Linked DNA regions of Mus musculus: regions 1, 2, 3, 4, 5 and 7 are each linked to region 6. A link is a contact called in public Hi-C, HiChIP or PLAC-seq and promoter capture Hi-C data. All regions are on one chromosome and are shown on one strand. The core of a region is the stretch at or near the end of the contact, and the rest is flanking DNA. Distances in the headings are between cores, read along the strand shown.

Region 1 (2,882 bases), core at 29-2,528, 1.7 Mb after region 6:
TGGCCTCAAACTCACAGACATAAGCTTGCCTCTGCCTCCTGAGCTCTCACTCCAGCTGCCAGCCAGGACTATACATTGAGATCCAGCTTTACATTTAAAAAGTAAAAATAAAAGTTCAAGTCAATACTAACACAGGGCTAATGATCAGTCTAAATTAAGACCCTGTTTCAAAGATGAGAGGAAGATGAAAAAGATGAAAAGAAGTAAGCCTGAGTATTGGGAAAACAGATATGGGAAGATCAACTCTAAATTCAAGACCTGTGTAGTATACAGTGTTTCAGGCTAGTTACTTTCTTAAAAATAGCTTTGGAGGGTGAGGCCTTCAGGATCATCCTTAGATATATAGGAGTTTTATTTAGGCCAGTCCAGCTACAGGAAATAAGAAATACTGTTGTTCTATTATTAGGCAGAGGGCAAATGATTACTTAATTTAAAAAAAAAAAAGAAAGAAACAGAAACTATCAGTAAAAGCTAAAGCAGTAAGTGATCCTTTGAAGAAAATGTACCTACAGATGTATGGATTTTCTTTGTAAAAAATAGAGGACAGTTGCAAAGAAAAAAATTCTGAATTGGAGATGTCTTAGCAATTATGACGAGCCCTTGCTGCTCTTTCATGCCTACAGAGTCCTGGGTTCAGTTTGAAGCACCCAAGTTAGATAGCTTTTGACACCATTACCTGTTCATCTTTTGATCAGTGGGCTTTCACACACAGGTGACAAACCAGACAAATGAGTGGCAAAGTTTAAAAGGTAGCTGTACAGTGGTGGGTACATCTTTACTCTCAGCACTCAGGAGGCAGAAACAGGCAGAGGTCAGTTCAAGGACAGCCTCTTTTTTTTTTTTTTTTTTTAAAGAAAGAAAAAAGATAAAATTCAGAAGATTAAAAATAGGTAATTTAGGCAGGCTTTCATGGTCCTATACTCCTAGAACTTTGGAGTCAGGACCAAGAGTTGAAGTGTGCCTGGTGGCTTCAGTATTTAGCCAGGCTGGCCATAGCTTCAGGCAATTGTCATGCTTTAGCTTTAGGACCAGGCAGATATATCTGTTTCATCAAAGAATGCCTGGCACTTGGTATACGTTGACTATAAAATTGATGTGACAGAGGGAGATGGATGGCTACTTCATGGCTACATAGGTCTTGATTGCTCTAAGCTTAAAGTCAAAAGCATGGAAGAGAACATCGTTAACATTTTTTTGAAGTGTTTACTCAAACCTAGGGAGTTTTGTGTGTTAGGCAACTGCTTTACTATTGAATATTGAACTATATCCAAAGTCCTAATTGGCATTCTTTGCAGTTGCCAGCACTGGTGAAGGAATTGGAGTTTGAAACTGTCTCTGCTCTCTACCAGGTCCTGAATGTTTGTAGCATAGAGTAAAAGTATGTCTCTTTCTTGGGTTGTTTTGTTTGTTTTGGTTGTTTTTTTGTTTTTTTTGTTTTTTTTTTTTGGTTTTTCGAGACAGGGTTTCTCTGTGTAGTCCTGGCTGTCCTGGGACTCACTTTGTAGAAATCCACCTGCCTCTGCCTCTGCCTCCCAAGTGCTGGAATTAAAGGTGTGTACCACCACGCCCTGCAAAGTGTGTCTTTCTTGAATTAAGAGTCACATTCTAATTCCAGGGTGTTCTAACTCCTTAGTGCTGGAATTAGATTCATAAAATTCCTTGCCTAATTTAATTTTTTTGTTAATTTTTTATGCATTATATTTTTATAGGAATAAAAAAATATGTTGTTGGTCTCATTATCAAGACATCCTCTGACCCAACTTGTGTAGAGGTAAGGAAAATGTTAGATTTTAAGTTTTATTTTATTTCATTTCAGTGTTTGTTTTGTGTACACGTGCAGGTGAGTGTGTGTACCATGGGTGTGGAGATCAGAAGACAACTTGAGTCATTTCTCCCCTTCTCTCCTACTAAGCTTGTGGGTCTGAAGATTGAATTCATATTTACTCTGAAAACCATCTCAGATGCCCCAGAGATTTAATGGTTTTATAAAATTAAATTTATTTATTTTAATAATATTCTGTGTGCGTGTTTGTAAACACTTGAGTGCTATTTGAGGTTACAGGGCAATTTTTGGGAGTTGGTTCTACCATTACAGATGTAGAGACTTGAACTCAGGTTGTCAGAGTTGTTGGCAGTTGACTTTGCATGCTCAGCTACCTCCCTGGTTCCCAGAGAATGTATTAAAGAAAGGAAAATAATTTAAATGTTAGTCTGTTTTTAATAGTCCCAGGAGCATGTATATTTCTAATAGACATTAACTATTTTCTATGCTTATGTTTGTATTGAATTCTAATCTGACCCCTTTTCACCCTCCCTAGAAAGAAAAGGTGTATATTGGGAAATTGAATATGATTCTTGTTCAGGTAAGCTTCATATTAGCCATCTTCATCAGAAAAATTAAATGATTAGTACTTGGATCTTTTCTTATCCTATAGATGAATATATTTTTACAATTACTTTTATTTTTATTATGTGTAGATGTGTTTGTCTGCCAGTGAGTATATGCATGCAAGTGAAGGTTTCCACAAAGGTGTGAAGGCATATGAAACCTGGGCCAGAATTAAAGATGGTTATTACTGACATGGGCCCTGGGAATTAAAGTCAGGTTTTTGGTTAACATTTGATAAATCTGTGGTGATAAAGATCAACAATTATTTTAAGACTCAATTATATGGATATAATTATGATTTGGATTACAGTATGGAGTTTGAAATTTTCAGTGGGACTGGATTCTTAAACTTTGCCTGCAATTGTGCATTTATTTCTTCACTTACATGTGGCTTTTCTAATCTCAGTTTATATATCTTTGCATGGAATGTGGCCTCCTAGTTAATCTCCATATGTTTTTTTCTTAACTATCCATGTATTTAAGTTTAGAATAT
Region 2 (2,910 bases), core at 279-2,778, 1.5 Mb after region 6:
GTAAATATCATTTAAGTATAATGTTTCTATCAGTTACATAATTTATGTTAAGCCAGGCAAGGATATATGCCATAATTAATAAACGGGCATCCTTCTGATTTTTTTCCTTTGCCCATTATTTAACTGGTTGGTTTGAAAATGTCTGACTTGGTAGTCCTATGTGGCTTCCAGGCCTTCCAAAGTTTTTCGCCCCCCAAACTTCATGATTCTTGTCTGCTCTGTGAAATTATATATAGTTTTATGTCAAACTTACCACTCAATCCCTATGGAGTTTTTTAGTCAAGACAATGCATTTACATTGCTTTACTTCAATTTTTTTCTGCTAGGGACTAAACACTGAGCCTGTAAACATGACTATAGACAACTGTCACTTAGCTGACTCTCCTGAGCTGCAGACTACACCTTACATTCTACATTCACAGTCCATGTTCCCAAACTTCAGCCAGGCGTGGCGGCACAAGGCGGGAATTCTGCTCTGAGAAGCCGAGAAAACTAAGCTCCAGGCCAACCTGGGTTACAGAGTAAACCCAGTTTCTAAAACAAATCTCCTATCAGCTCTTCTACTCAAATGTCCTGCTAATGCCTCAAAACCAAAATCCATTCGTTTCAACACACATCATTCCAAATTGGTTATCAACCTTCATCCCAAACAGGTTTGTTCTATTTGGTTTTCCAATAGAGTGATTGGCCGAGGTGTCTCCATACTCAGCGTCTGGGTCTGGAGGATGGCCGTTTTGTCCCGATGCTCCTCACTCTTCCTCAAGGGCTAGCCTGAGCCTTCTTTCTGCAGAACCTGGCCTCGTCTCCCTCCACCTCCCATCCTAGGGCTCTGAGGAAAGCCTCGCTTGCCCCTGGGTCCTACCAACCAGGAGCACGAACGCGCCTTGCGAACTCGCGTCAGCACTGCCCTAGACCTTCAGTCAGGGTACAGATCACCTCGCCCACTAGCGCTGAGCGCACCGGGCTGGACCGCCTCTGCACACGCGCACAGCGGCAGGGCCGCTCTAGGCACGCAGCGCGGTCCTGTCTCGTTGGTACCGGCGCTGACGGCGCCCGCCCTGTACGCTGGAGCGGGAGGCTGTCCTGCGTGCTGTTCCCACGCTCTTCTCCACACCTCCGCAATAAAGGCGCGGGCGGCGCGCACTCCAGCGGGAAGAGGGATCGCACTTCCTCAGAAGGCTAGAGGTCCCTCCCTCAGCCGTCACGGCTCCCCCCCATCCCCCGTGGCCCTTAATCCCCTGGTGCGGGGGCTTGTTTCTAAGGCGCTGAGCCCTTCACCTTTCCGGAGCCCGGCATGGTGCTGGCAACGCCTCTCTCATCGCCTCGTTTTAAAAATAATGCGTTAAAAAAATTCAGTTTGCTATGCGAACAGCATTCCAACAGTACACAATTATATCCGAAATAGTTAAGCAATAAAAGAAAAAAAAAATGACGGGCGTTGTTGAGGCAGGAGGATTACTGCGAATTCTACTCCACCTTGGGCTACATACCGAGATTGTGTCAAAAACCACGGAGTGGGGGAAATTAAGTGAAGTAATCGTCTACGTTGGGAACCAAAGGTATAGTCAAGGTCAGCTTGAGACATGCCTGGGCTACCTAAGGTGGCTCTGCCCACCAGAGTGGGACACAAAACCCACAAGGATGAGGGTATTGTCATACTGCTATGTAAATGTAGAGTTTTCAAATATGCACAAAGGGGTTTTTGGTACCTGTTTTTCCAGGTCTTAGATACATTTTAAGTGGTCGTATGGCTATTCTAGTTGTTTAAAGAACCCATAGTTACTGGGCTTTTAAGGTATTTACAATTTTTCATTTCTACAAGCAGTGATAGATTGCTAGATCAAAGGGAATGCCCATTTGTAAGATTCTGAACCTTAACAGAGGCTTCCTAGAAGTGTTCTTATTAAAATGCATTTTCCCAGTAAGTATTAGAATGCTGCGTGACAGCATGAATCATTCTGTTACTAGTCAGCCTTTTGTCAGACTCTTGTATGAATTTGCATTTTGTTACCTAGGTATAAAACTGAATACTTTCCATATACTTACTGGTTCTTTATGAATTCCTTGCTTATAAGTTGTTTTCTTTATATTCGAGGTATTAACATTTTTAAAACTTACAGTGCTTTTGTATATTAGCAATATTAACTTTTATTTAAAGATTGCAAAAATCGTTTGGCTATTAAAGCCAGTAAGGTTTAGTTTGTGAAAGGTTTTAACTTTGTGGTAGGCATACCTAATCAAGCTTCCGTCCCTCTCCAACTCCCTGCTTACCTGATTGCATTTCCGTATACACTTGCAGGGTTTTTATTGTACATGTGCACATATGTCGTTTACTTCATTTGAAGTTTACTTAAAAGGAGTAGTCTTGCACGCGCTCGACTGGCCAGGAAGAACTGGTGCTGCTTTTATAGGCCTAGGAGGGGCGTGTCTCACACCCGGATTGGTTATGCACTAAGCCTCATTTGCATGTTCCTCATCTGATTGGCTACTCTCTCTCAGTACCTTACAGAACCTCATTATCATACCTCATTTGCATGTCTCACATCTGATTGGTTATACTCTCCGTACCTTACAGAACCTCATTATCATGCCTGGGCCAGGCAGTGTCTTTGCAAAAAACTTTACTGCATATGTACACATTGGTTGTTTGTCCAATCTTATGCGTGGTGGCCAGCAGTAGTCAGTGCCACTCTGCAACGGCACATGTGGCTTCCCACAGAGTAGGAGTTTTCAAAAAGCTTCTCTTTTTTTTTTTTTCTTCCAAGACAGGGTTTCTCTGTGTAGCCCTGGCTGTCCTGGAACTCACTTTGTAGACCAGGCTGGCCTCAAACTCAGAAATCCACTTGCCTCTGCCTCCCGAGTGCTGGGATTAAAGGCGTGCGCCACCATGCCGGGCCATAAAAAGCTTTT
Region 3 (2,727 bases), core at 17-2,516, 1.9 Mb after region 6:
GCATTAAGGCCCTAGTCACAGATGCTGGTAAAAGGGCTTAACTGAGAAAGAACTGCCCCTCAGGCATCTAGAGTAGTGAAGTGCAGCTTTCAGAACATAGCAACACCAAGCACATCCGAACATCAGCTACTGCTACTAAACGTTAAGACTGTACACAGGGTGTCCCCAACCTGCCTCTTGCCAGGACCCCCATTACCTTTCCAGGCCAGCTTGATGTTCCACTCATAGAAGAAAATAAGCTTCCCTTTGCGGCTGTTACATGAAGCCTCACCTTCCACCTGTTTCAACTCACTGATCTCACATCGGCCAGCCTCATTCTCCATAGCAATGCCAACCAGGAGCTCTCGGAGCTTCCCCTTGGACCAAATGGTGGCATCCCGCTCTGTCCTGCCAGAGAATAGAAAGACAGGTGAATGGCCCAGCTGGTCTCCATCTGAGCAGCCAGGATGCCATCCAAACCCAGACCAGGTGAGTCCTGGTATTCAAGCAGCCTCCAACTCGCAAATGTGCTTCTCTGACGAGGTTTCTACTAGGTATCTTCTAAGCCTGTTGCTCAGTTTCTTAAGACACTATTATTCACCATATAATAATGGGTAATCTTAAAAACAATGGCCCCGGGGAAAAGGGTCCAGCAATCTCCACCCCAGGAAATGGATTGGCTAAGCTGCGGCCACCTGTAACGGTGGTAGTCATTTAAATAGCCTTAACCACAATATCAGTTATCTGGCATTTCCATATTTATCTTATGCATTCTCTCTAATGTTCTCATCTAAGGGGACAAAGAGCAGCCTGAGACGTCAGTGTCCTAATCATAGAATCCAGCCTAGAACATAATTCTTTCAGGACAGCTAAGTCATCTTATGGTGCAGTCTGGGCTCTGCTTCCCTCAGCTTTCCCCAATGCCCGCCAAAGAGGCAGACATCTCCCGGTATTCCTGAGACACAAAGGGGGGCAGATAACTAGTGCAAACTGAGACAAAGCAAAGAAAGTGAGATCCAAGTCCCTGCCTTCCTACTGCACACGGACACAGCACCGTCGGCGCACGCACGCGCACTACGCATCTCAAGGCCGAGGATGGCTGGGTGAGGGGCGACCGAGGCACAGCTGTCCGGTAGGGTGAGACAGAAGTCCCTTCTGGAGCTCGCCCAACTTCAGGAGGAGCCTGAAGCCGTAGGACCAGCGCAGTTAGGAACCGTCTCCCGCCACGGGCAGCCGTGCTGCGGCGCCGCGCGGCCCTCCCAGGAGCCCGCCCGCCTGCTCGCGCCCGGGGCCCACCGCACCAGTGCCAGTTGTTCACGTTGGTCCCGTCCTCCCGCTCCTCCACGATCCAGCGCGGGTCCCCCTGGCCCCACTTGGCCATGGCGGCGCTGACGACGACGGCCCTGGTAGCGGGAGCGCGCGGGTTTCCGGCCAGAAGGTCTGTGAGCCGATCGCCCGCAGCTCCCAGAAAGTGCCAGAAGTCCCCGCCCCGGGCCGCCCCGGCCACAGCCTGCCCCGCCCCCCGCTGTCCGCTCCCCGCAGCCAGCTCCACCCCACATCGACTCTGCCCCAAGCCCGGTTACGCCCCCAATATGCCACACCTCTGGGCGCCGCCCTCTGCAGGCTTCTCCCCCACCCCACCCCCGACTTCGCCCCGCCTCTCTGCCCTAAGACCCCGCCCTATGCCTCCTGGCGCTGTCTTCTGCTAGGCTCCTCCCCGACTTCGCCCCGCCCCCCGGTCCTAAGGCTCCGCCCTGGCCCTAGCCCTCCGCTTTGTAACCCCTGGTTCGCCTTGTTCTTGCCGCTGGCTCCTGCTGCCCAGCGAGGCTTCTGGCCAGGGCTTTCTACGAACGACCGAGACTCCGCCCAGGGCTCGTACCAGAGCGGGTTGTCCATTTTCTGAGGCCCTTGGGATGGGAGCTGCGCAGGTCCCTAAGCAGAGGCCCGCGAGGGTTTACTGAAAGAATGCTTTTTTTTTTTCCATGCAGTGATCCTCTAGAGACAAAAGATCGTGCTTGCAAGTGCCTGGGATTGTGGATACAGTTACAATAAGGGTTTATTAATTCTTTCCATCGTTTTTCACCTTCTAGCAAAAACTGAAGCCACCATCTGGAAAGTGTTTCTTAGGAGATTATTTTAACAAATAAAATAGGTAGTTCAATGGGAGATGGGGAAGGACCTGGCTGCTCTGTGCACTTGCCATTCAGTGGTCTGCTTATCAGCAAAACAAGCTGAAAGGGCTATGGTGTTTATTGGAGCTATTGCATTTCGATGTGTTCTTCGAGAAGTTACATCATTCAAACTGCTGAAGCAATGCTGTGACCCCCCCCCCCAAATCAAACGGCATTGTTAGTTCAACTGATCATACCAAAGGCACAGCTGACAGAAGGCAAGACTCTAGCGATGATTGGCGTGTACTTTGTGTGCCTACTTTTCATCCAGTTCTTCTGTTTGCTCCTGATAAAACATTTCATGATAAGATTTAGATATGTTCATTTGAACCTGACAGAAAATAAGACTTCTGAGGGTAGAAGCTGCTACAATCACTAAAATGTATAAATACCAAAATATACAAGAACTACTCCCAGTAGAAATAAATTTACTGGAATGTAACTCGATTGTGAGTCTAGGAGACCAATGGACCCTGAAGCACTCTTCAGATCTGCGATTTAAAAATGACCTCCAATAAGACATTGCAAAAATGGGAAAGAAACAATGGAAAAAGTAAAAGAGTGGGGAAGGTGGCCC
Region 4 (2,830 bases), core at 184-2,683, 1.9 Mb after region 6:
TATATAAATATACAGTCTCTTATCTGACTGGGTGTGTATAGAGTTCAGAGACTATTTGTTGCCAACTGGATGTCATTTCTTTGTTGTTTTTGGGGAGTGGATGGGATCAGTTGCTGAACCTGAAGTACACAGCTCCCCTGGGCTAGGGACTGTCTGTCTTTGCCCCCAGCTGGGGTTACAGACATTGCTATCATACTTACCATTTTATGTAGGCGCTGGGAGCCAAACTTGGGGTGTCATACCTTAGCAGCAAGCCCTCTCCCCAGTCCCTAGACTTACTTGTCTTGATCTTCGGGTTTGTCCATCTCTGCATTAGCAGCTACGCAGCCTTCGCCTGTACAGAGGGTCTTCAGTGGCTCTTCATGGTTGTGACCTCTGTAACTGAAATAACAAGAAAAACTTCAAAAAAGAAGACTCTAAGGCATGGTATGGGACTTTCACTTTTAAACAGGAAACAGGCACTTTTAAAACTCCGAAGTTGGGGCTGGTGAGATGGCTCAGCGGGTAAGAGCACCCGACTGCTCTTCCGAAGGTCTGAAGTTCAAATCCCAGCAACCACATGGTGGTTCACAACCATCTGTAATGAGATCTGATGCCCTCTTCTGGTGCATCTGAAGACAGCTACAGTGTACTTACATATAATAAATAAATAAATAAATAAATAAATAAATAAATAAATAAATAATAAATAAATAAATAAATAAATAATAAATAAATAAATAAATAAATAAATAAATAAAACAAGTGGAAGTGGAATACTTACTACAATACTTATTCTATTTCAATTTGGGTTTTGAGACAGCGTCTCCCATAGCCTAGATTGACCTAGAAATCTCTGTGTAATAATGACCTTGAATTACTAATCGTCCTGCCTCTTCCTCCAGAATTCTAGGATTACAGGTGTGTGCCACCTGTTTATATCTGTGTGCCACCAGCTATCTAAAATTATTATATATTATTTCTATATATACTTGCTACGTGCCTTGAGATCTACTTTGAGTATTAACATGGGCTTATACCATTTATATAGAAAAATTGCCAGTAAGAGGAGGATACAAATGAAGCAGATGAGCAGGATGAAGAAGAATGTGATCGCTGTGGTCTCGAAGGCCATGGTGTTCGTTGTGAAAATCTCCTCTATTTTCCCAGTGTCACTTTGCGTAAACATTTTTGTTCAGCCTAGTTTGAATGCAGATTTCTTGTTCTTTATGTTTTCTAGAAACAGAAGAACAAAGAGGCCGTTTTCAGTGTTGTTCTCCCACTGAGGAGCTTCAGAGTCTCAGCTTACTTTGGTGGAAGTGACTCACGCTGCCTAATTTCTCTTCATAAAGGCAGTAAGAGGCTGTGGTGGCTGGAGGGGAGACTGAACTTGGACCCACTGCTTACTCAGGCTGACTCCCCCCTCATCCCAAAATTGCCAAAACCCAAAGGAGTGAGGACTTGGAGCAGCTGGAGACAGACCCAAGTCCTGATTCTTCTCTCAGTGACCTCACAGAACCATGGAACTGCTGAGCTCCAGACCGTGGCCTGAGGGCAGGAAGGCCACCAACTTCTCTGGGGCTGTGGACTATGGCCATTCTCTTGTAGGCAGAGGGCATTTGGCATTATCTTAGTCAGTTTTTAGACAAGTATTTTCCAGATTGTAGCTTTCTTCTCCTGACTCAAACCCCATTGATCATCCTTTCCACAGGTGAGATTAACTGACCCGCTTTTTTTTTTTTTTTTATGAAACTCACCTCGATCAGCTGGATGAGGGTATCTAAGGGCTTCTCTCCAGGAGGAGTGGCCTACGCTCTTTATTCCATCTCACCGTGCTGGCTTCCTAGAGTCACAACCAGGTGCTGTGAAGGCCACAGCTCCAGGAAGCAGGAGTAGAACAAGATGATAAGTCAGAAGATAAAGGCAGGCCTGACCTAACCAGGTAGGTAGGGGGTAAACCCATGGCAGAAAGGGCAGCGCTGCATTTTCCTAGATGAAAGCAGTTTAAGAAAGGATGTAACAATACCGGGCGTGGTGGCACAGGCCTGCTACTGGGGTGATGCAGGCTCAGGCAGGAGGATTATGCTTAAAATATCGCTTATCAAAACCCTGCTTCAAAACAAAACACAGGGTAGCTTCTGCCAACTCGAAAGAGTCCAAGGTGAGGCTGGTCAGGGCACTCGGTCCACTCTGCGTTGTTACTTCCAAGGACCATAGATGGATACTTTGTACTGAGCAGAAATTTATTCCTCACCTCTGGAAGGGAGAAGCTTGAGATCAAGGAGTCTACAGGTTAGTGATGGGATGGGATGGGCCCCTTTCTGCCAGTCACTGCCTTGCAACGTCTTCCCTAAGGAAGGAGTGCTCCATGCTGTGTGCTCCACATCCTGTGACAGACGACAGACTCTCCTCTACAGACCTTGTTTATGACCATCCACAAAGGCCCCACCCTGCTGCTCTGGGGACAGAGTGTCAAAAGTGAATTTTAGAGAGATACTTTCATATCACAGAAAAGGTCTTTGGCCAGACCTTTTTTGCCTCATCCAGAAGGGCTTCACCTTCTCCATCTTTGTGGAGGGGGAGGGGGACTGGAGGTCAAACTGAGGACATTGGTGACTAGCACCTAGCAGAGTTGTAACAATCCTGGTGGGCTCCTCGATGAAGGTACACAGCTTTCCCCACACTCCCTGATCCTGTGGTTGTGGGCCTGAGTCTGTTCCTGTCTTTCTACACATAAAGGTTGCTTCTGAGAAGATAGAAAAGATTTATTTGGATCTACTAATGGTTGTCCAAGTAGATACATATGCAAACCCAGTATACTCTGTCCTCCTTGTGGACACTGTATCTCAGT
Region 5 (2,725 bases), core at 188-2,687, 1.4 Mb after region 6:
TCACTGGGAGTTTGAGGTCTACAGAGAGTTAGTTTCAGGACAGTCAAAGCTACACAGTGAAACCTTATAACAAAAACAAACAAACAAACAAAAAACACACCACAACCACAAGGAAGGCAATTTATAGAGGGAAGAGTTTTGAGGGGTTTTATGGTTCTAGGACTTCATGATCACTGGGAAGCACAGCAGGGAAGCTTCACAACAGGTAGGCATGGAGAAGGGAGAGCTCACATCTCATATTGTGAAGAGGAAGCAGAGCACAAACTGGCTGGTAGCTTTTGAAACAAACTCAGCCTCCAGTGATATACTTACTCCAGCAAGGCTACACCTCCTAAGCTTCTCCAATCAGAGCTACCCACTGGGGACCAAGTATTTGAATGTCTAAAACTAGGGGAGACATCTCAAATCACCACAGTACCAGTACCTGTTCTCTTCATATAAGTCAGCTGTCTCAACAACCATAGAATATTTGTGTGCTTCGAGGGAGGGGTAAACTGGTCTTTGAAAAAGACGTGTCCCCCAAGGGGAGGCTTGAAAAGTTCATCTTAGTCTTAATAGAGTGAATGAATGTAAATGCTTCTCATAATTACAGGACTAAGTCCATGAAACAATTGTTCGTTAACCTACCGCAGGCATCTGGCACCTTATGGCTCTCAATTATTAACTGTGAACTACCACTGAATGAGTATTACCTATATAAACTCTGGTGGTCAATGATCATGATTATAGAAACCTTGGAAGTTTACCTAAGGACAGAGTCCTGGCTCTGTACTGGCTTCCACTGCCTTACTGGTTGACCTTGGGCTTTAGCTTCATCATCCTTTAAGTCTAGACGATGACACCTATTTCATGGGATTATGAGGATTAGTGTGGGGGTGGGGTGGGGGGGGTAAAGAGTGTAAAGATTTCACACTTTGCTCAGCAGATAACTATTAATCAGTTATTAGAATGTTTATGTTCCCTAAGAGTCAGTGGTTATGTTTATGGAAGAGGTCTTAACTAGAAGGCAGACTGGATTTGATAGGCAGTCACCGCCCCACAACTATTACGATTCTGTGCCGTCTAACTAGTGTATTTAAATCCCTAGGCAGTCAAAATATATACAAAAGGGAGGAAACTATTCATGGCACATCTCTCCTCCAACACCTTTACAAAGTGAATAAACTAGGAATAGAATTTGGAATTTAGACATGGATGTCCGTAAAAGGCCGGTTGCACCACACCCACTCCGGAACAAAGCCAGAGCTGTCACAGCTTCCTCAACAGCACTAGCAGAAGCTAAAGGCTCGGGTCCATCTAGAACGGCCACAGCCACGCCTATAAAACCTCCCGCTCCATCTCAGGCACAGGGAGGGGTGGACAGTCCGTAGCCACATCTCCGCGCGCAAGCTGCGCAGCCGGCGTGCGGCAGACAGCCCCTGACGTCACACCCGCGCCGGCTCTCCAGCAGGCCCCTTGCTCGGCTTCCGCCTTCTCTCCCGGCGTCGCTTTCTGGAAGGTTCGTGGAGGAGGCGGTCAGGGAGACCGTTACTCCACAGCAAGCCGGAATCCGTGTCCATCCGTCCTCCTGAACCCGCGCAGACGCCACCAAGGTCGCCATGCCGGAGAACGTAGCTTCCCGAAGCGGGGCGCCCACCGCCGGGCCCGGCAGCCGCGGGAAAAGCGCCTACCAGGACCGCGACAAGCCAGCCCAGATCCGCTTCAGCAATATTTCCGCGGCCAAAGGTATCACCCGGTCGCCGGCCCGCCTCCGGCGGAACGGCCCAGCCTCGCTGTGACCTTGGCCCTGGGTGGGTTGTGTTCCTTCAAGGTGGTCTCGTTTGCAGCTTTCTGCTAAGCACTCGGAGCGTGGAGGCCTCGGACACGCCCCATTGTGGGACGCCGAGCTCCTTAGTTCGTCTCCTGCAGGCATGGGCGGTGTTGGTCACATTGGCGCAGACAGCCGTTTAAAATACTGAAAGCAATGATCCTTGAGATCTGACTCTTAAGAACTAAAGCTTGGCTGTTTATCAAACCTAGTGGTAGACGACACAGTATTTTGAGCTTTCAAATAAAATTCATTTTACTTTTTCAACATTTTCAAAAAAAGTTCATTTAACTTATGAACGTTCTTTGGCTCCGTAGTACTAATCGGATAGTCACTATAAATTCCCTTAAACTGGCAGGTGGGCGACATAGGGTTGTAAAAGCACGTGGTGAAAACCAGACAGGCCGAGTTTTATTCTCAGTATGTGCTATTTGACGCGTCTGACGTCTAAAGCAACAAAGCCTTAAGAGATACTGCCAGGGTTTATTTGGGTTGGAGACAAAGATGCATGATTTGGGAAGTGGACGGGGTGTTGTTTTATCTTCTGAAGGTCCTAGGATCCAAGAAACTCTTGACTTCGCAGTGCAGCTGTAAGTTGGGTGAGGTGACAGTTGATTTGCAGGGTTGCTGGGAGGATTAAATGTGAAAGTGTATGAAGTAAACCTGACAAGTACTGCAGTCACCAGTCCAGGTGACTGGAATGTGTTGGTGCTGTGAGGTGTGTGCGCAGGATGGGCCTTAAGGAGTTGGAGACGCCAAGCTGACCAGGTGCTCCATGTGAGAGTCTTTTGGAAGTTTGGAGTGAATACCTGACACCTGGAAGTTTATTGAGTTCATTAATTACGTTTGTGGTAGTGGAGTCATTGGGATGTTGAAAGATGAATTCTAGAGTCAGATGAGTGACCAAGAGAGTGTACA
Region 6 (2,902 bases), core at 322-2,821:
ACTAGGGGCCCTGGATCTCTCTGACCTTGGGAAATCAAGGACCATGACAGGCTGTTTTAAGATTAGATGAAACAATCCTTAAATGCCCCTTTAACTTCAGAATTTCAACACTCTGAATGACATGTAACAAAGCTATCAGATGTTACATGCTGATTCTGTGGACTTATTTCCTAAAGGGGATTATGAAGTGATTTGCCAAACACATAATACAATCCTGGTAAATGGGAAGAACAAGAGACCCTAGGTGCAAGCCTTATGACCTTGAGCAACTCGCATTCTGAGTCTCAACAAATTAAATTTTAGTATTTAAAGTGGGGTTTTGGATAAGATGATTGTAAAAAGGTTTTCATATAGGCCTAACAGCCTAAAGTCTGAAGTTCTTGGATAACTAGTGCCACTTTATTACTAAAATTATTAAGACAGAGACTGCTTAAGCCATAATTTAAATAACTACTTATGTGTCAAAATAACTAGGCAACAATGACTGGAAATTAGTAATTATTCCCTTAGGGTTTCTTATAGAGATTGAGGGAGTTTTTGTCCTTGTTTGAAAACATGTCTCCTTGGGTTCTGTGAAATTTCCAATTCATCCAAAAATTTTCAATTCATCTCACATTTCCCATCTTGATATTAAAGGACAACACGTATTTTTAAAATGTAAATTTCAAAGTACTTAGCAATTTCCAGTCTGGTGGCAAATGTCACCTTCAAACAGCATGAAGATTAGTCCTACGTCAGAGCTCTCTTTCACGTCACCCCCCTCCGCCCGCTGAGGACAAGATAGATCTAGAGCTTCAACAAGATGGTTACGTTACATCTGCAAGGAGGCCTTCAGAATTTATGACAGAGTAGTAAAGAATATCGGCACTGTTTGACTAGCGATGCTAGTCCTGTCATTACAAACGGAGATCAAGAATAGGTTTTCAGTAACATTTGTTTTCTTTTAAATCAAATATGGTGGAAACATGTCTCCTGAAAACTGGGATCATAACCTGGAGCACTACCGGTAAATCAACATCAGAGGCCTATTCTTTCCAAGAGCTTAAGAGGCAAAATAGTGTTAGGACCTAATTCTTCCCCTCCCATAATTCTCATCCCCCACAACAAATCCTTTAAGGTCCTTCGGAGAAAATTTTGTCCCTCCTGCGCAAGGACTGAGACCCGACTTTCCAAGGACAGTGATTTCTCTAGAGTCCTTGCGAACCCCTTTCCAGTATCTGGGTTACTGCGACAGTCGTGAGAATGAGTCAGATTTTGCAAACCGCGCGGAGGACAGCTCCCGGCATTACTGCTTTTTAAAAGCGCATCAAGCGCAGGAGGAGGCCGAGAGGCCGGAGCTGCTGCAGGTTCCAGGAGCCCACACTCACCATTATTGCAAACTGCAAGGCCGATCTCTGCACCTGCAAAAGGCAGTCTCCAGCAGTCAGGTCACCTCTACAGCGGAACAGACTCTGGGAGAGAACGCGGGGCTGGCCCGCAAAGGTTCGGCTGGAGACACGGCCCTTTCTGGGAAGTGTAGTTCTTCCGGCGACCTCTGGCGCCCACCTTCGTGCATTCCTGACAGTGCTAAACTACAATTCCCCCAAACCCCTTCTTCCTACGCGCCTCGCTGCAAAGTAGTCCCGGGGCTGAGCCTCGGTGATTGGAGCGCGTCTGTGAGCAGAGGGTTGGTGCTTTGAGTGAGGCGCCTGCCTGATGGCGCTCAGCAATTGGCAGGAGAGGAGGCGTTAACTCGAGGGAGGAGAAACGACCCCTGAGCGACAGCACACGTCGCTCCACCGAGAATCTATCCTCCCCCAAGACTAAACAAGGGCGGCTAAGAGACCTTCCGTTGCTTAAAGCCCGCTCGACCCGGAAACAAAACCTTTTAAAAACTCTCTCAGAGGCGGGAGGAATTGACGCTTGCGGAAGAACGGGCAGCTTCACCGTTGCTAGGCGACGAGGCAGCCTCACCTGAGCGCTCTCCAGACCAAGAGCTTGTGGAGCTGTGTTCTCACGTCCCAGGCTGGTGAGCTCGGCCCCGAGGGTTTTTATCTGGGGGTCAGAACAGGGTGCGGCACTGATGCGCGTATCCTGAATCCGAAGCCGGTGGTTGTGGGCGACCTCCGGAGTCCCCTGTTAGTGTCAGGAGCGTGTGGATGCCACAGTTTTCAGGAGGGACGAAGAGTGTCTTGCAGTTTGAGTCAGTGTAACTTTTCCAAAGTAAAGTCAGAAAGTTTTGTTTGTGGAGTGAGCCCCTTCCTTGTGTTTACTTGTGGTGTACCGATCTAATTTTCTTTGCCGACTGTGAATATTGACACTTTTTGCTCATTCTCTTTTTGGAAACCTGTTACTTCCAGGGGAAGTTGGGAGACACTGATTGTTTCAGGCGAAATGTTAGCAGCTAAAACATCTCAAGAGGCTTTCATTTAAAATGAAAGTTGTTAAGGGAAATCTGTATTCTCCGTTTGTTGTACGGATATTCGAAAACATGTGCCTTGGAACAGACCAATGAATATGCTCTTGGTCTAACGTCAGAATTTTCTGTCACTATTAAATGGATGGTGGATGGCTTCAGTTTTGTTTTTGGAAGATTTAGTATTTGGAGAGAGAAATATGATGCCTTAGTCAGGGCTTCTATTTCTGCGATGAAACACCATGACCAAAAGCAGGTTAGGGGAAAGGATTTATTTGGCCTACTCTTCCACATTTTGGCCCATCATTCGAGGAACTCAGAATAAGTAGGAATATGGAGGGCATGAGCTGTTGCAGAGACCATGGAGGAGTGCTGCTTATTGGTTTGTTCCTCATGGCTTGCTAAGTCTGCTTCTTTATAGAACCCAGGACCACCAGCCCAGAGATGGCAGCACCCATAAAGGACTGGGCTCTTCCCCATCAATCTGTAATTAAGAAAATGCCCTAT
Region 7 (3,038 bases), core at 514-3,013, 1.4 Mb after region 6:
ATTCAATAAATAAATAAATGAAATGGGGGTAAAGAGAGCAATAGCAGAGGGAAAGATTTCAGAGGAGAAATGTAATGGTGTCTGCACACTAGTTTTAAAATATAAGAAAACAGTAAGAAATGTTGTCAGGTAAATAGACAGATGGGAAGATAGTGATTAAAAAGTAACAAAACTGAGCAACAATAGTCATACAGATGCCAGAAATATACTAGTTACAGTACAACTATTTCCTGTATTTGAAATTTTTTTACAATAAAATATAGTATGGAAATTACTTTTTTTTTTTTTAAATCAGGGGTTAGAAAGATTGGCTCAATGATTAAGAGCAATGGCTGCTTTCCAGAGAACCTAGATTCAATTCCCAGCATCCACATGGCAGCTTACAACCATTTGTAGCTCTAGCTCCAGATAATCTGATGCTTTCTGCTGACTTCTACATGCACTAAGCACACAAGCCACTCACCCACCCACTCACTCACCCTCCCACTCACCTGCCCATACACTTACCCACCCAGCCACTCACCCACCCTCCCACTCACCCACTAACTCACTCACCCACCCACCCACTCACCTACTCACCCACCCACTCACCCACCCTCCCACTCGCCCACACATGTACTCACTATTCAATCTTGAATCTCCTTACAGTACTCCTTTCAATCAACTGCTAGAGGCCTAAATGGAACCAATGTCTAGATATAAAAAAGCCTGGGTTCAATCCCCAACAACACAAAACTGGTAAATTATCAGGTGCTGTTTGTACCCACTGAAAAGCAAAAGTTTTTTTTTTTAAGCACCATGTCAAAGCATAGACTAAAGTAATTTTTTCTAAAAAGGTTGCAGTCTTATGACTAGAAGGTCCTAGATTTGCATGAGCCTGACCCTCAGCTTGGTGCTGCTGAGCTGTGGTATAAATTTGTGGTATATAACCCAATGGAAACCTTTGGGTCACTGGCATTTGCCCCTGAAAGACATTATGTAGCCTTATTCCCTTCCTCCCTACCTGCCCCTCTCCTTCACTCTCCCCATCTCTCCTGTCCATAAAGTAAGCAGTCCTGCTCCACCACACACTTCCAATACAATGTGCCACCCTCGTCCCCAGACAATGGTGCCAACTGATCACGGACCCAAACCTCTAAAAGTGGAAGCCCAAATAAGCATTCTTTATAAGTTTATTGTCTCAGGTAAGTAACAGGGGGTGGGGCTTTCTGAATTATGTAAAGAGAAAATTAGGTTTCTGATAGTATTAACTCACAGATTTTGTGTAACTTTTTCACAAAAGTTATCCCTGCACTTTAACTTTACAGTTGCCACTGAGCATCCAAGAGAGGATGTTCCTTTAAGAAAAAGACACTGAAGCCAGGCGTGGTGGCGCACGCCTTTAATCCCAGCACTCGGGAGGCAGAGGCAGGTGGATCTCTGAGTTCGAGGCCAGCCTGGTCTACAAAGTGAGTTCCAGGACAGCCAGGGCTACACAGAGAAACCCTGTCTCGAAAAACCAAAAAAAAAAAAAAAAAAAAAAAAAAAAGAAAAGAAAAAGACACTGGATTCAAATAGCTATGGTGCATTCCTTGACTAGGTCAAGTTCCAGAAGAGCAGTCAGGCATCTGCAAGGACATTCCTAATTTAAAGACTATTCTCTTCTCTGAGTCTCCTCTTCTCTTTCTGAGGCCCTGAGATTGAACCTCGGCTCCTGTGCAGGCCAGGCCACTGTTGTTTTAAATGAAGTTCACTGCCTCGCAACATAAGCCAGCTTACAAAGTGAACTCTTCATAAGAGGTCCTTGACCTCTCTCAAAGGGCCTCTTCCTGAGTGAAAAGTTCTTTGCTAGAGTGAATTATTTCAAAGCTAAATGAAAATAATAATATGCAAGTGAGAAAAAGTAAATATTTTCTTCCCTTTCTCATCCCAACAAAAGTAAATATAAAATTGTATAATGTATACAATGTTTTGAGAGGTCTCTTTTCTTTGATAAAATAACCAAAATGAGCGGCATAGAGTGCTAGCTAGCAGCTGAACTAGGGGCCAGGTATGCATAATAAAGGTTTCTCTCTTATGTCTTTTGAAAGTTTCTCCAATATTAGGTTTATTTTTTACCTTTATAAAATTTTTAAATAATTTTATTATTCTGTGTTTTATGTGCATGTGTTGCCAGCATGTACTACATGCATGCTGGACTCTATACCCAGCATCACAAAACCCTGGCATGATTGTGCACTCCTGGAGAGGCCCATGGAGCAGGTCAGACATTCTTCACCATGACCGGCTGTATAGTGAGTTCAAGGCCAGGCTGATACATGTAAGACTTTGTCTATACAAACGATTTTGTTTGTTTGTTTGTTTGTTTGTTTGTTTTTTTGAGACAGGGTTTCTCTGTGTAGCCCTGACTGTACTGGAACTCACTCACTCTATAGACCAGGCTGGCCTCAAACTCAGAAAGCCACCTGCCTCTACCTCCCGAGTGTTGGGATTAAAGGCGTGTGCCACCACGCCCGGCTACAAAAGAATTTTTTAAAATGGAAGAAAAAAAATCTGATAAGAGCTACAAACTTTCATTGTAGAAAATAGCATTTATTTGCTGAATGGATCTCAAGGGAATTCCGAAACACCCCAGGCTGTTGCCTGCACTATGAGTTGTTCTCTGACAAACTGAGAGTAGGGTCCCTCTGCTGAAGAAAAACGCTAACACAACTCATTAGACATGGAGGCGGTAAGCTGGTTCCTACATAGAGCCTTTACCCGTATCCCAGCATCTTTGGTGGGGGAAGGGACTGTGCATGCTATCAAAAGAGAGCATAAACAGTCCCCACTTCCCCCATATCCGCTCCCTCTCTCTATCGCTCTTCCCCCTTCTCTTTCCGCTGCTACCTTGCCCCTCTCTCTCCCAATAAACCTCACGTGGAAGTGTTTGGCCTGTTATAGTCCTTCTGAAGCCGCGCAACATTCAAGATCATAACAACCACTAAGTCTGATACTGTCATTAGCATCCATGATTCAAGAAGGAATGAGATATTCAAAATAGCATAGTGTCTGCTTTT

What was found. Promoter capture Hi-C pulls out the DNA fragments that hold promoters and counts their contacts. Hi-C and Micro-C count contacts between places; a contact is called where the count stands out from the background. HiChIP or PLAC-seq counts read pairs in DNA pulled down with a chosen protein or histone mark.
Region 1: a promoter capture Hi-C map of liver shows a contact between it and region 6, with 2.6 times the contacts expected there. The contact joins the enhancer-like site here to the promoter of Mdh1 in region 6. A contact is called at or near these places in 6 of 39 promoter capture datasets (cranial neural crest, hematopoietic stem and progenitor cells, hippocampal neurons and 2 more) and 1 of 484 Hi-C or Micro-C datasets (myocytes).
Region 2: a Hi-C map of the N1E-115 cell line shows a contact between it and region 6, with 12 times the contacts expected there. The contact joins the enhancer-like site here to the promoter of Mdh1 in region 6. A contact is called at or near these places in 3 of 39 promoter capture datasets (hippocampal neurons and liver), 1 of 484 Hi-C or Micro-C datasets (the N1E-115 cell line), 1 of 115 datasets of contacts at active chromatin or transcription factors (astrocytes) and 1 of 9 other capture datasets (adipose tissue).
Region 3: a contact with region 6 is called in a Hi-C map of uterus. The contact joins the promoter of 1700030C12Rik here to the promoter of Mdh1 in region 6. A contact is called at or near these places in 5 of 39 promoter capture datasets (hematopoietic stem and progenitor cells, hippocampal neurons, liver and 1 more) and 2 of 484 Hi-C or Micro-C datasets (CD4 T cells and uterus).
Region 4: a promoter capture Hi-C map of liver shows a contact between it and region 6, with 4 times the contacts expected there. The contact joins the promoter of 1700093K21Rik here to the promoter of Mdh1 in region 6. A contact is called at or near these places in 4 of 39 promoter capture datasets (hippocampal neurons, liver and pre-B cells) and 1 of 484 Hi-C or Micro-C datasets (CD4 T cells).
Region 5: an H3K4me3 HiChIP or PLAC-seq map of embryonic forebrain shows a contact between it and region 6, with 4 times the contacts expected there. The contact joins the promoter of Cct4 here to the promoter of Mdh1 in region 6. A contact is called at or near these places in 11 of 39 promoter capture datasets (the 3T3-L1 cell line, the C10 cell line, the HPC-7 cell line and 8 more), 3 of 484 Hi-C or Micro-C datasets (cardiomyocytes, myocytes and nephron progenitors), 3 of 115 datasets of contacts at active chromatin or transcription factors (cardiomyocytes, embryonic forebrain and forebrain) and 3 of 9 other capture datasets (adipose tissue, liver and macrophages).
Region 7: a promoter capture Hi-C map of hippocampal neurons shows a contact between it and region 6, with 5 times the contacts expected there. The contact joins the enhancer-like site here to the promoter of Mdh1 in region 6. A contact is called at or near these places in 5 of 39 promoter capture datasets (the C10 cell line, the HPC-7 cell line, hippocampal neurons and 1 more).

What each region holds. Positions count from the first base shown.
Region 1 is chr11:23,274,718-23,277,599 of GRCm38.p6, forward strand. Xpo1 (exportin 1) reads left to right here. Exons shown (of 26, transcript NM_001035226.1): 6 at 1,710-1,771; 7 at 2,319-2,363. Among named protein-coding and RNA genes, the nearest start is that of Xpo1, 20 kb to the left of the region's middle. Within about 2 kb of position 1,279, at least 3 of the 459 cell types and tissues checked have an H3K27ac peak or open chromatin away from gene starts, as enhancers often do. A contact at or near this core is called in liver, where this site is marked.
Region 2 is chr11:23,066,848-23,069,757 of GRCm38.p6, forward strand. Gm12059 (a long non-coding RNA gene) reads left to right here. Exons shown (of 2, transcript XR_872307.2): 1 at 1-1,570. Among named protein-coding and RNA genes, the nearest start is that of Gm12059, 3.2 kb to the left of the region's middle. Within about 2 kb of position 1,529, at least 31 of the 459 cell types and tissues checked have an H3K27ac peak or open chromatin away from gene starts, as enhancers often do. A contact at or near this core is called in the N1E-115 cell line, where this site is marked.
Region 3 is chr11:23,496,495-23,499,221 of GRCm38.p6, forward strand. 1700030C12Rik (RIKEN cDNA 1700030C12 gene) reads left to right here and starts at 1,267. Exons shown (of 3, transcript NR_166706.1): 1 at 1,267-1,417; 2 at 1,968-2,091. Ahsa2 (AHA1, activator of heat shock protein ATPase 2) reads right to left here and starts at 1,545. Exons shown (of 9, transcript NM_172391.4): 1 at 1,281-1,545; 2 at 197-387. The coding sequence starts at 1,360.
Region 4 is chr11:23,517,762-23,520,591 of GRCm38.p6, forward strand. It overlaps 1700093K21Rik (RIKEN cDNA 1700093K21 gene), which reads right to left and starts at 1,434. Exons shown (of 5, transcript NM_026105.4): 1 at 1,308-1,434; 2 at 1,020-1,215; 3 at 280-381. The coding sequence starts at 1,114.
Region 5 is chr11:22,989,156-22,991,880 of GRCm38.p6, forward strand. It overlaps Cct4 (chaperonin containing Tcp1, subunit 4 (delta)), which reads left to right and starts at 1,438. Exons shown (of 14, transcript NM_009837.1): 1 at 1,438-1,725. The coding sequence starts at 1,599.
Region 6 is chr11:21,570,363-21,573,264 of GRCm38.p6, forward strand. Mdh1 (malate dehydrogenase 1, NAD (soluble)) reads right to left here and starts at 1,572. Exons shown (of 9, transcript NM_008618.3): 1 at 1,368-1,572. The coding sequence starts at 1,370. It overlaps Wdpcp (WD repeat containing planar cell polarity effector), which reads left to right and starts at 1,919. Exons shown (of 18, transcript NM_145425.3): 1 at 1,919-2,008.
Region 7 is chr11:22,942,983-22,946,020 of GRCm38.p6, forward strand. All of the region lies in intron 2 of Commd1 (COMM domain containing 1), which reads right to left. Among named protein-coding and RNA genes, the nearest start is that of Zrsr1, 28 kb to the right of the region's middle. Within about 2 kb of position 1,764, at least 4 of the 459 cell types and tissues checked have an H3K27ac peak or open chromatin away from gene starts, as enhancers often do.